Linked DNA regions of Gossypium hirsutum: region 1 is linked to region 2. Evidence: chromatin contacts called from public Hi-C data. All regions are on one chromosome and are shown on one strand. Each heading gives the region's core, a stretch centred on a gene start, on an enhancer-like site or on the middle of the called end of the contact. The rest is flanking DNA. Distances are from core to core; before and after follow the strand shown. Region 1 holds the start of LOC107948940. Region 2 has its middle 34 kb from the start of LOC107948592.

The links. Hi-C and Micro-C count contacts between places; a contact is called where the count stands out from the background.
Region 1: a Hi-C map of leaf shows a contact between it and region 2, with 2.7 times the contacts expected there. The contact joins the promoter of LOC107948940 here to the enhancer-like site in region 2. A contact is called at or near these places in 4 of 34 Hi-C or Micro-C datasets (hypocotyl, leaf and petal).

Annotation. Positions count from the first base shown.
Region 1 is chrA04:77,426,678-77,432,624 of Gossypium_hirsutum_v2.1, forward strand. It overlaps LOC107948940, which reads right to left and starts at 2,657. Exons shown (of 2, transcript XM_041111406.1): 1 at 1,412-2,657; 2 at 1-581. The coding sequence starts at 2,520. The coding sequence ends at 1,702. It overlaps LOC121228167 (a long non-coding RNA gene), which reads left to right. Exons shown (of 4, transcript XR_005925698.1): 2 at 1,446-1,634; 3 at 1,743-1,857; 4 at 2,161-2,300.
Region 2 is chrA04:77,234,711-77,240,729 of Gossypium_hirsutum_v2.1, forward strand. No RefSeq gene overlaps it. Among protein-coding and RNA genes, the nearest start is that of LOC107948592, 34 kb to the left of the region's middle. Within about 2 kb of position 1,836, at least 2 of the 9 cell types and tissues checked have an H3K27ac peak or open chromatin away from gene starts, as enhancers often do. A contact at or near this core is called in hypocotyl and leaf, where this site is marked.

The DNA.
Region 1 (5,947 bases), core at 1,407-3,906, 190 kb after region 2:
AGAGAATTTGTTAGATTTGTAATCTAGTCAACTGTGGTCTATCATATTCCTGATAGTTTTTAACTCTGTGCTGAGCTTACCAGTTGAAGTTTGGAATGTTGCAAAAGTGGGGGCTATGTATGAACTAGGACTAGGACTTGGACTGGATGAGTTGGAGCACGCGTAAAACCCTGCAGTTCCAGTTCCTATGTATGAACATTTTGAGGGAATTGCATTAGACCAGAACAAGCCACAGATAGAGAAACGAAACAATATGCAAAGCCGGAGAAAGATAATCAGTGACTTGAAAATGAAGGATGCCAAACCTGATTCATCAAATGGACTCGTCATTGGGACATTCAATGATCCGGAGCACGCGAAAAACCCGGCAGTTCCTATGTATGAACATGCTGAGGGAGATGCATGGGAACAGAACCAGTCACGGATAGAGAAACAAAACAATGACCGAAGCTCGGGAGAGACGATCAGTGACATCAAAATGAAGAATGTCAAACTTGATTCATCAACAAGACTAAAGATTAAACTTCGGAACTTCAAAGAGGAGGAGCGTGCGAAAAATCCTCTAGTTCCTATGTATGAACCTGCCGAGGGAAAGACTATCAGTGACTTAAAAATGAAGGATGTCAAACCTGATTCATCAAGTGGACAAACAATTAGACTTGTAACCAAGAATTTCGAAGAGTCTGAGCATGGGAAAAATAGTCTGGTTCGTAAGAAAAAAGGCCATTGCTCCAGAGATGTTACTATGCAAAAACTCGCTGAGGGAGATGCAGAAGACAATGGTCAAGACTTGATAATGAAAATGAGTGAATTCAAAATGAATGATGTCAAATCTGAGCATGGGAAAAATCGTGGAGTTCGTACAGAAAGACATACTACTCAGGTGAACTTCGCAAAACTAGAAACTAATACTTTGAGAAGATATATAAGGTACTTCAAAATCAAGGGAATCCGGCCTGGTTCATCAAGGGTAAAAATTATCAATGCTGTGCAGCAGCACTTTGCCTCAATACCACCACTCGATGAGCAACAAGTGATGACTAATTTCATCGATGCAGTGAGGAAAAATAAGGGTAAAACCTAAAGATTTAGGGGGTTTTGGATCAGACAGACAGAGGTGTTATATAGCTAATGTAGAGCTAGATTTTGACACCATTTTCTTAGTACACAGAAGCAATATTTTTTCGATCATTCTCTTAGTTCCGATTTCAGTCATACCAAAAACTATAATGGTCAATGAAGATGTATTCATGTCACATTCAAGGAAGGGTGGAAAATATCCATTCTCTGCCTAAAGCTGAAATATAAAACTATAAATAAGGGGCATTCCCCACCCCCACCCCCCCGCTTAAAACTATAGTTTACAATTTCTGAACATGTAAAATATCATTCCCATATATCCTTTGCTTACTTGACACTAACTCCATGCTGCAATTTGCTAGCAGAGGCAACCGCACCAGTAATCAAATTCGGTCAACTCCTTCGAATTTTATTTTTCAAGGTTTACCTGTAGATTTGAAGGATAAAAACTCTGGATTTTGCACAAAGTACCCACCAAGTTGGTTTTTGTTTTCAAACATTCCATGTGTGGAATCCCCCAAGTTCATCAGCTACTTGGTGCAACATTAAATCAAGTATTTGCTCCTCAAGCTTCACACAGATTTCTTCAAAGTCTTCAAACGTGAAAAGTTTCTTCGTTATCTAATTTGAGAATTTTATATCTTCATCTGTCATTTTGCTAGGTCTATCCACCAACTCCATGAAATACGCAGTCTCCTCGTTTTTCGTCGACTCAAAATCATTGACATAGAGGACAGAAACTGGGCTTAAACTTGAACTTGAGCCCTCCGAGTTACTGTCAGTATACTCAACTTTCCTAACTGCAGATTGATTTTTTTTCTTCGTCTTAACAGATACTTCCTCCAATGGAGTTTTTGCCTTTGAATTTACACCAATGCAGCCACTGGACTTCAAAGATTGTTTACTAGAAACTCTCCTTGGCTCGTTTTTAAGCTTAGATATCTTCTTGTTTTTCTTCTTGGAACATACTTTCTCTCTTACATTCACATTTTGCTTAACATTCTTACCACTTGATCCATTTACTCTTTGGGATTTCCATTTCCTTGGCTCAGACATTGTTTCTTGATTGTGCTGCAACAGCTGCGGACTTTGCGGTAGCTCCTGAAACGACGTCGACGTTTTCACTCGACGATGAGTGGCTTTTGTTAAATCAAAATCCAGCATATAATCCATGAAATTGGCTGACTTGCTCCGAGGAACTGAACTTGGAGTTTTGCCTCTACAAACCCAGTTGTTGTCTGGCAATGTGTCCAGCCCCATTAGCCTAGCCACTATCCCAGGACCACTTTCAGATGCTTGGACTTGAGCCTTAGCCATGATATCAACGGCGTTTAACTCTATAATGGGGACTGATGGATGTGTTTCAGGAGTCCCCGAACAAAAAAGCCGGCGGAAAACGGCGGAGAAACACCCAGAACTTGAACTTTTTGTGTTCCTCATGGCTTACCAGCACCAAAAAAATAATGAATAGCTGAAATGTAGTGAAGTTAGTGAGAATCACAAATTTGCTTCCGTGATTGTGAGATGATGATTATGATAATGATGAATAATGGCTCAAAATATAGTCAGCAAAAACAAGGGGGACGACGGGCTTCGATTTTGACTCGTACAAATGAGTTTTTTAAACTTGGATTAATTGCTCCAAACATCCTCAATTTATAGTCTAAGTTTAAAATTGATCCTTTAACTTCAAAACATTTTAATTGAATTATCAAAATATCAAATATCATATAATAAGATATTTCCATCTAGTTAACCTTCAACTTGAACATTAATACTAGCTCGGATTTAACATTTTTGATTTGATATATTAAAAAAGAATTGAATGTGTCCTTAAAATTTAAGAGAGAGATTTCTTTTTTCTTTCATTTTATCATATATTAAATCTAAATGATCTAATGTGATAGCCATGTCCTTAAAATTTTATCATGTGTTTTAAATATATTCTATGTGAAATTTGGACTAGATTTAACATTTAATTGACAAAGAAGGTAATGGAAGTACAATAATTTGAAACTTGAGGATTAATTTAGAATTTAGAGTATATTTTGGGTATGTCTTGTGGTATTAACCCTAAATAGTTTTGTAATTTGATTCATATGCCAGGTAGAAAGGTCGGTCTATAATCTGTACACCCAAAGACTAAAGCTAGGTTTGGTCGTCGGGTTCACATTAGAAAACGAGAAAAGCACTAGACCTACGCGCAATTAAGTGGCGTACAGAATGTAGAAGCATTAAGACGAAGAGGATCAGCCGTGCTTTGACTACGCGCCATGATTGGAGAGTAAGAGGAATAAATAAATAGGGTAAGCAGTGTTTGGGCAGCCGAAGTTGTGGACTTTTGATTTTGGAGCAGAGGATGGAGGTGTTGACCTAGGTAGCGCGTATTCACAATCACCGACTTTGGTCGCTGCTGCTGCTGATGGGGACGCCTTCTAAGAAATTTCTTTCTGCTCATAGTTCTTTTGAGTTGATGACTCGACTTAATTTTTTTAATTTGTTATTAAGACTTGGTTGGTTTTTCTTTTAATATAAAATATTTATTTTTACATCTAGATAATGTAATTGTAAATTAAATAAAAAAAAGAATTTGTGTAGAGTAAATTATTATTTATACGTTAAAGGTTTAATGCATAATTTGTTACTTAAGTTTGATTTTTTTTAATATGGTATTTATATTATTTTTTAGTGTTTAATATGAATTTTAGAGTTAATTTGATAAAAATTTTATAATTAGCTAATAATTTCAACAATTAACTTTTATCAAATCAACTCTAAAATCGGAATTAAATCACATTCATCGGACTATATTTGACAAATTAAACGTAAAATTAAACAAATTCACAATTAATACTAAAATTATTTTTTTTGAAATCATTAAAAATTCAAATCTAATAATATTAGAAATCAACTTTCATCAAATCAACTCAAAAACTCGAATTAAACACTAAAAAGCTAACATTGCTACCTTTGGGTATCAAAATATATAAATTTTGTCAAATATAGGTATCATATTAGACCAAAAAATAACACAGGTACCACATTAGAAAAAAATGTCAAACTGGAATATCAAATAATATCTTAGGCCTATTTCAAAAACCTTTCAAACACCGTAGTTCTAATATTTTTCAATTTTTTGATTTTTTATCTAGCACTAACTCACACAATTTCCATTCCAAAATGAGTTTTTAAGGTTAATGTAATTTTCAACCCTTAAACTTAATAAGTCCACTTTGATATTTTGTTTTGGATTATTCTGATTGTAACAACTCTCGCCTGACCCGACTGTTGAGTCCGAGTTATAGGATGCCATATCCGTTGTCGGAGCAACTACAGTCAAATACACCGTAAATATAACATACAAACATACAATCATACAATCATGTATAAACGCATTCGCATTATGATATACAACTAAATCTGAGCCTTGATCGAACTTACAAAAACTCTTTATCATCCCAGGAATAAACTTAGACTAAATTGAAAATTTTTAAAATATATCGAGGTGGTATCACGATATCTAAAGTCCAGTATGAAAATATCGAAAATAGTATCACATATCAACAAGGTAAGTTGAATTTATAATTGTATCACATAGTAATTCAAACATATAACATTCCAGTTCACTTATAATCAACATTACAATGCCGTTCACAAAATCAATCAACACTTAATCAATTAAATATCATATTTATATCATTTTCCAAATCAAATCAATTGATTTGTCTTGTTCTCATATCAGTCATCTGGACTTGTATATCTTGTTTGCATAATCTTTCGTATACTATCACAATTCATATATTATAACTCTTCTTTTAAGCATTATTTCACAACATCAAATCAATTGATATACCATGATTAACTTTACATTTTATATCTCTATGAACCTAACTCGAATTTGAATGAATACATGGATTCAACCAAAATACCAATTTGGCACTCAGTGCTTCAACGGACAATTCCGAAGTAAATAGTTTACACTCAGTGCTCATCGGTATAACCGAAGTAAAAGTTGTACCCAGTACTCATCAGCACGTAGTCGAAGTAACCAGTACTCTGTCTATCCTATGACATGCCAACTATATTCGACTCTACCCGAACAGTTAATAGGTTAACCAATAATCAAATTTCATTATTTGTTTGATTCTCATTCTATCAATCTCAATATCATCATTTCATCAATGAAAATATCATTTCAAAGATAGCGTATCATGATTTATCTCAATTCCAAGAAAATTTCACAATTTCACCTAGTTATATTATTTTCAATTTTATTCAATTTAATCATCTATCTCAATAATCAATCAAATTCATACCAATACGATTCGGTCAGTCATAATCAAATATCAATTCATTAAATATCTCATATTGCAATTCATCATATTCAATTTATTGTCAATTTATTATTTCTTTACGATTTAGTCCATATCTCACATTTTATATCAAATTGAAAACAATTCAAATTGCTATAAAAAATTAATAATTAAAATATATAACAATTTAAATACAATAATGCCATATGAACTTACCTGAAGAAAAATCAACAATTATGTAACACCCCCTAACCCTTATCTATCGCTAGAACAGGGTTACAGAGCATTAATGGACCTTTCAGAATGATTACAATATTAAACAATTCAATTAGTGTACATTTCATAAATTAATCATATTGTCCCTTTTATAAGTACTCGAGACCTTAAATACGTATTAAAAAAAATCAGAATTAATTATGGTTCTTTGAGAATTTTTCACAAAATTTCAAAATTTTTCTTAAGTGCAGGGCATGCAAGCCCGTGTGGTCAAGGGCCACGCCCGTGTGGCCCCATGACATGCCCGTGCTTCAGGCCGTGTCTTACCCCATGTAACT
Region 2 (6,019 bases), core at 586-3,085:
ATCGATCTCATCATTATCTTGGTCTCATTATTTTTAATAACCACGTTAAAATTAATTTAAACAAACTTACGACATCCAAGACAAAATGGGACAGCTTTTGGGTCGAGAAAGACAATGGGATTTGACTAGGTTTTTCCCTTCTTTTTTCTTTGCTTTAATTTTTGAAAGGAAACTGAAGGGATACATTGAAATATTGGGAGAAGACTATTTCAAATTTTCAATCTCTATGGATTGGGTATTTTGAATATGCCAACTCATGTCTTGTATCACTCATCATGAATTAAAGTTTGTGATTATTATACATGAATTGATTAAATAGAATTTATTTGATTCATTTGAATTGATTCGATTCATGGAACATATAGAGTTCATTTACTTAAAATTTGACTGATTCAATAAAACACTTAAATAAAATTAGAGTTTTGGGAGAAATATGTAAAGTAATATTAAGAGATCTTAGAAAATTCTTTTAAAAATCTCAATTTGTAGGTTTGTTTTGATTTGAACCGTCGATATACTTTAAACTATATCATTAGATCTGGGGGAGCTCAAATATAGATAAAAGCATTCCCTTTTAATTTGTAATCTTTCCATTTATAATTATTAAATATATTTGAGAGTATTTACTTAAATATCTTCTGTGCATTGCTTTCTTGTAACTTTGATTTGTGTTTCTTTATCTTTTGTATTTGTTTCCGTTTTATTTCAATGCTTTAAATTTTTTTTTATAAATTCTCATCTTTCGAGCGTTAAATTAATTTAAACGAATTTAAAATAAAAAATCATTTGAGGTTACACAATTTACGAGACTTAAGTTCTAATCCCATAACACTTACATCAGCATCATTTAGAATTATTATATTACAATAAAAACAAAAAATTTAGGGATAGTAAATGGGTTAAATTATAGATTATATAAATTTTCGAACCCAGGGTAACTATGTTCCCTAACCATGCATCGTTTTACCACCTTCCACTTCTTCACTCGAGCATTTACTTTTTGTTTTACTATATAAGCTCCAATGTCGCTTAACACACCTTTGTTTTGTTTGACAGATATTCTCCTCGACCATCTTAAATAGAAGTGCATCAACCATTTTGATGAACCAAACTGAAATAAAAACATAAGGAAGCTCAGTTTAAGAATTCTGGAGCAGATAAAATTGCAAGTAAACTTCATTCATGGATTATATTGTAAACCATAGATTCACTATTGATTTTCTTTTCAACTTATTAACTCACTAGTTCAACTATTACAAAATAAATTTTTTAAAAAGATTTTTATTTTCAATTTATAACACGATGTGAGTGAAAAATAAAATTATACAAAAAAATATATTTATAAAAAAATTTAAAAAAATAAGATTTTGATTGAAATGGTTAAAAAAATGTTAAAAATTATTGTGTTTTAGGTTTAAATCCTATAATGTGCACATATTTTTCTATAAAATGTAAATAAAAAAACACACCCCAAAATAATATAATATATTTTATAAAACAATGATATTTTAGCCATTACTTACATAAGTTGATGCTTAGTTGACTAGTCATACCAACTCAATTAAGGGTTTAATCTATAATATATATAACAAAAATAAAATTAGCTTTAAGTATAATTCACATAGTTTTTGACATTTTTTATCTAATTTAATTAGTTTAGTTGATTTTACATTAATTCATCCATCAATCCAAAATATAATAAAGTTTGACAATCATGAAAGAAAAAGAAAATGATGTGATGATGATGAAAAATTGGGTTGATTTGATAGTTGAGGGCAAATGGCCCAAAGGGACGAAAAAGAAGTCTATAATTTGAATTTATTGGGCATGTGTGGTGGTGTTGAATCCCATTACCATAGCCCCATGTGGACTTTCCATATATAAGAAAAGCTTTATTTCATGCATTAAACTTGACCCATTGGAATTAAACTTTATATTCTCTTTTGAGTTTTGACCAACCATCTATGTTCATGAATTTTCCTCATTATACTTTATTTTTCAAATTGGTTTATAGTTCTCATTTTTAATAATTAAATATATAAAATAAAAACCAATAGCTTCCCTACCACATGCATTCCTTTATATATATGCACACTTTAAACATTTATATTCAAATCATATTACATAATTTTAATTTTAAAATTTTCGTTAACAATTAAATAATGAATTTTTTTTCTAAAAATATGATTAAAAGATTAAAATAAAAATATTTTTTTGGTCAAAATTTGTTGTCGATCTCTGTATTTCGATAAAATTTGAGATTCAATTTCTATATTTAATGTTTAAAATTAGATCTTCTTACTTTTACGATTTAAAAATCAATCCAATCATAATATTATTAATATCTTTCATAAAAAAATTGTCAATTTAAAATGTTTGTTTTTCGTTAACTACACGTCTCTTAACATGTTTGTTTTTTGTTAACTACATGTCTCTTCATATGAAAACAATTTAGTCAGCATGCCAAGTTAGAACCTAAGAAAAGAATACTACCAATATTTATGACTAATATACCAAAAAAGGCCCATTTTTTTAAAAATTACAAAAATGGGCCACTTTTGTTGAAAATTACAAAAATGAGCCGAAAATACAAAAATGCGCCCAGCTACTGACGTTTTTAGGGGAAAATCAAAAAAGCGCGTCCAACTCAACGCTTTTTTCCCTCCTGACTAGTAAAACACGTCCAAGTCAACACGTTCCCCCAACGGTCACTTTCCACTGTATTTTAAATAGTCGTTACCCCCCCAACGTTAAAAAAAAAACTATAACCTCTCCACACCTTCTTCTCACTCACATTTCTCACAATTCTCTCTTAAATCTCTCAAATTTCTCAATCAACTCTAAAAAATCTCTCAAATTCTCTCTTAATTTTTTTTTCTAAATTCTATTTTTATCTAAATTCTATTTATTATTATTGATTAATGTTTTCAAGAAATAATTTTTTATTAAAAATTTATTCGTATTCAATATAATTTAGCAATGGTCGGGTCTCTAATCCATCTTGATAACAAGCACATCTTTGTCAACCAAATGCAAATGGTAAGAATAAATTTTAATATTGTTTAATTTTTTATTTCATTGTTATATTTTAACTTAATATTTTTTATAATTTTTACATAAAGAGGTGGAAGATCGAATTTTGCAATATCATATTCGTAATCTACCCGGTCCTCCATCACCGTTGATCAAAACATACTTGAGGGAAGCTGATTTTTGGTACATGGCCTTTGTAGGCTGGGGATATAAGTTAGACCTGAAACTCATAAGCGCGTTAGTGGAGAGATGGAGACCTGAGACGCACACATTCTATCTTTCATGCGGCGAGTGTACTATCACTTTAGAGGACGTGCATTTATAGTTGGGGTTATCCGTGGATAGGTCAGTAGTCACCGGGTCTATTCCGTCTGGTGATTGATGAGCTGTATGTTTAGATCTTTTGGGTGTGATTCCAGAAATGATTTACAGAGGTCGGATTGAAATCCCTTGGATACGAAAAAATTTTGCGGAGCTAGTTGAGGATTCGACTGAAGCCGAAAGAGAATGATACGCTCGGGCGTATATCCTTTAAATCATTGGGGGTATTTTGATGTCGAATAAGTCACGAAATCCCGTCCATCTAAGGTGATCGCTGAAACTCGTCGATTTTAGAGGAGCAGGCGAACTCAGTTGGGGATCCGCTGTGTTGGTAAAATTGTACCAGGAGATGTGTCAGGCGATACAACCAGTGAAAATCAAAATTGGTGGTTGCTTTTTACTACTACAATCATGGGCCCGATTCTGGTTTCCATTTTTACGTCATCGAGAGAACTACCCGTATACATTCTCACTCGTAACAAGGTAAAATTTAGTAGATATCCTCATGATTAATTGATTTAAATTTAAATTATTATGCTAATAAGTTATTTAAATAGGTGGAACCATGCACCGGTCATGTGGGATTATCTATCAAGCTTTAAGATATACGGCTTCTATTAGACCAACGATCAGAAGTAGATGTATGTATTTATTTAATTTTGAACTATATACAAATAACATAGTCAATTTCTATTTAGTAATATATTTAATTTTCAATTATATACAAATAATGTAATTGAACTATATACGACTGAAAGCGATCGCTGTAGTATGCAGTCTCTGTTTCAAGATCTGTTACGCAACCTGGGACGTACCTCTCCAGCACTTGACACCATTGTCACACCTCATTGTATGACTCGTCCTACCCACTATACATCTTCTCCAACGCCTTCTACTTTGCTATCCACACATTGCAGTACGAAGGCGTATAGTTGAATTGGCTACAAATATTTGTAATTAAAATGGAAACAATAGTCCTCGGATCCGCTTTAACCATCAGTAATATTATGCCTATGATCACATCTGAATCCAACTTTGGATGACCCCTTGAAACACCTGCAACCCCACGAGTACGTTAATTAAGTGGAATTGTATCTAAAACCCTAATTAATAAAACCTTAAAAACCCAGTGATACTGTACCAGAGGCAACACACGTATACAGACTGGTGAACTTTTCTATCGTCCATAACCCCATTTTTTTCTTCACAAAGCCATAATTTTTCATGTGCATCTATCATATCGTATTGCACACTTGGCCTCGAATGTCTCAGATTTGGATTTAACATATGGAAGTTAACCCCGTTCTTGATGCTGTATAGCTTCAATGCAGCAATAAAACCATTTTTACTGAAAAACTCCTTGCCCATTTCCAAATCACCAGAATCTAACGAATGACTTGTGTGGCTAGGCCTCTTGTGTGATAGTTCTACAAACTTCAACCCATCCCCTGTTGATAGATCAACATTATGCATATGGGCTGGCGGCAAGTATGCCATGAATCGTGGATCTTCTTTTTCTTCATCTTCACCACTTCACCTTCTTCTGGTTCAATTGGAATAGGCTTTGGTTCAAAAAATAATACAACTTCTAAACTGTCGGCATTGGGCTCCTAGGGTGGATCCATATCGGATTCATTTTCATCTTCATTCTCGGACCTATTAACGTCTGCCATGTTAGAGGTTCCCTTGCCGATGGACGTTGTAGGGAGTACATCATCCATTCTTATGTACGTATCGATTCCCAACCACTAGAAGTTACTGCTATTCCCAACCACTAGAAGTTGCTGCCATTCCCTAGTAAGTATTCCTAACATTGAACATCGACCCACCGAGATTTATGTCCCATCCACTAACTGAGTGTAACACCCTTAATCCATATCCGTCACTGAAATAGGGTTACAGAATATTATCAAAACTTTCATAATATTTACAAATAAATCATGTCAATCACTATTCTTTATCTGAGATTATTCATAACGTCCCTTAAATGGACCCTCGAGGCCCAAAATAAGTAATAGAATCGAGTCGAGACTTAATCGAAAACTATATAAAAATTTTGCTAGTTTTCAAAAGTTTTCTAAGTTACAGGGCACACACGCCCTTGTGGTCCGAGGGACACGCTCGTGTGACCTTGGGACACTCCCGTGCTACAGGTCGTGTTCGACCCCGAATAACTCTCTGACTTGTGCATACGACCATGCCACACGCCTGTGTGCTAGGTCGTGTGGTTAATTAATTCTTTTCGAAATTAGGTTTAGGTTGCACACGGCCAAGACACACGCCCGTATTCCAGGCCGTGTAGCACACACGACTGAGACACACGCCCGTGTCTTTGTCTGTGTGCTCAATTCTGAGCATACTATTTTCTCGAATTTAAGGTGCAGGAGACACACAGCCTAACCACATGCCCATGTACCAGGCCGTGTGTCACACACGGTCTAGATAGACGCTCGTGTCTCTGTCCATGTGGATAAAATAAAGCCATTCCTAGCTTCATTTCTCATCTAAAATCATACCAAATTCCTACACCAAACTTACATCCAAATACCAACCAGCTCAAGCATTGAATTCAAGCAATTTATAACATCTAACATGATATATTGTTACATGCATCCATGCTTAAATCTTACCTTTCTCAATCAATCAATAAGAAAAACTTATGTAA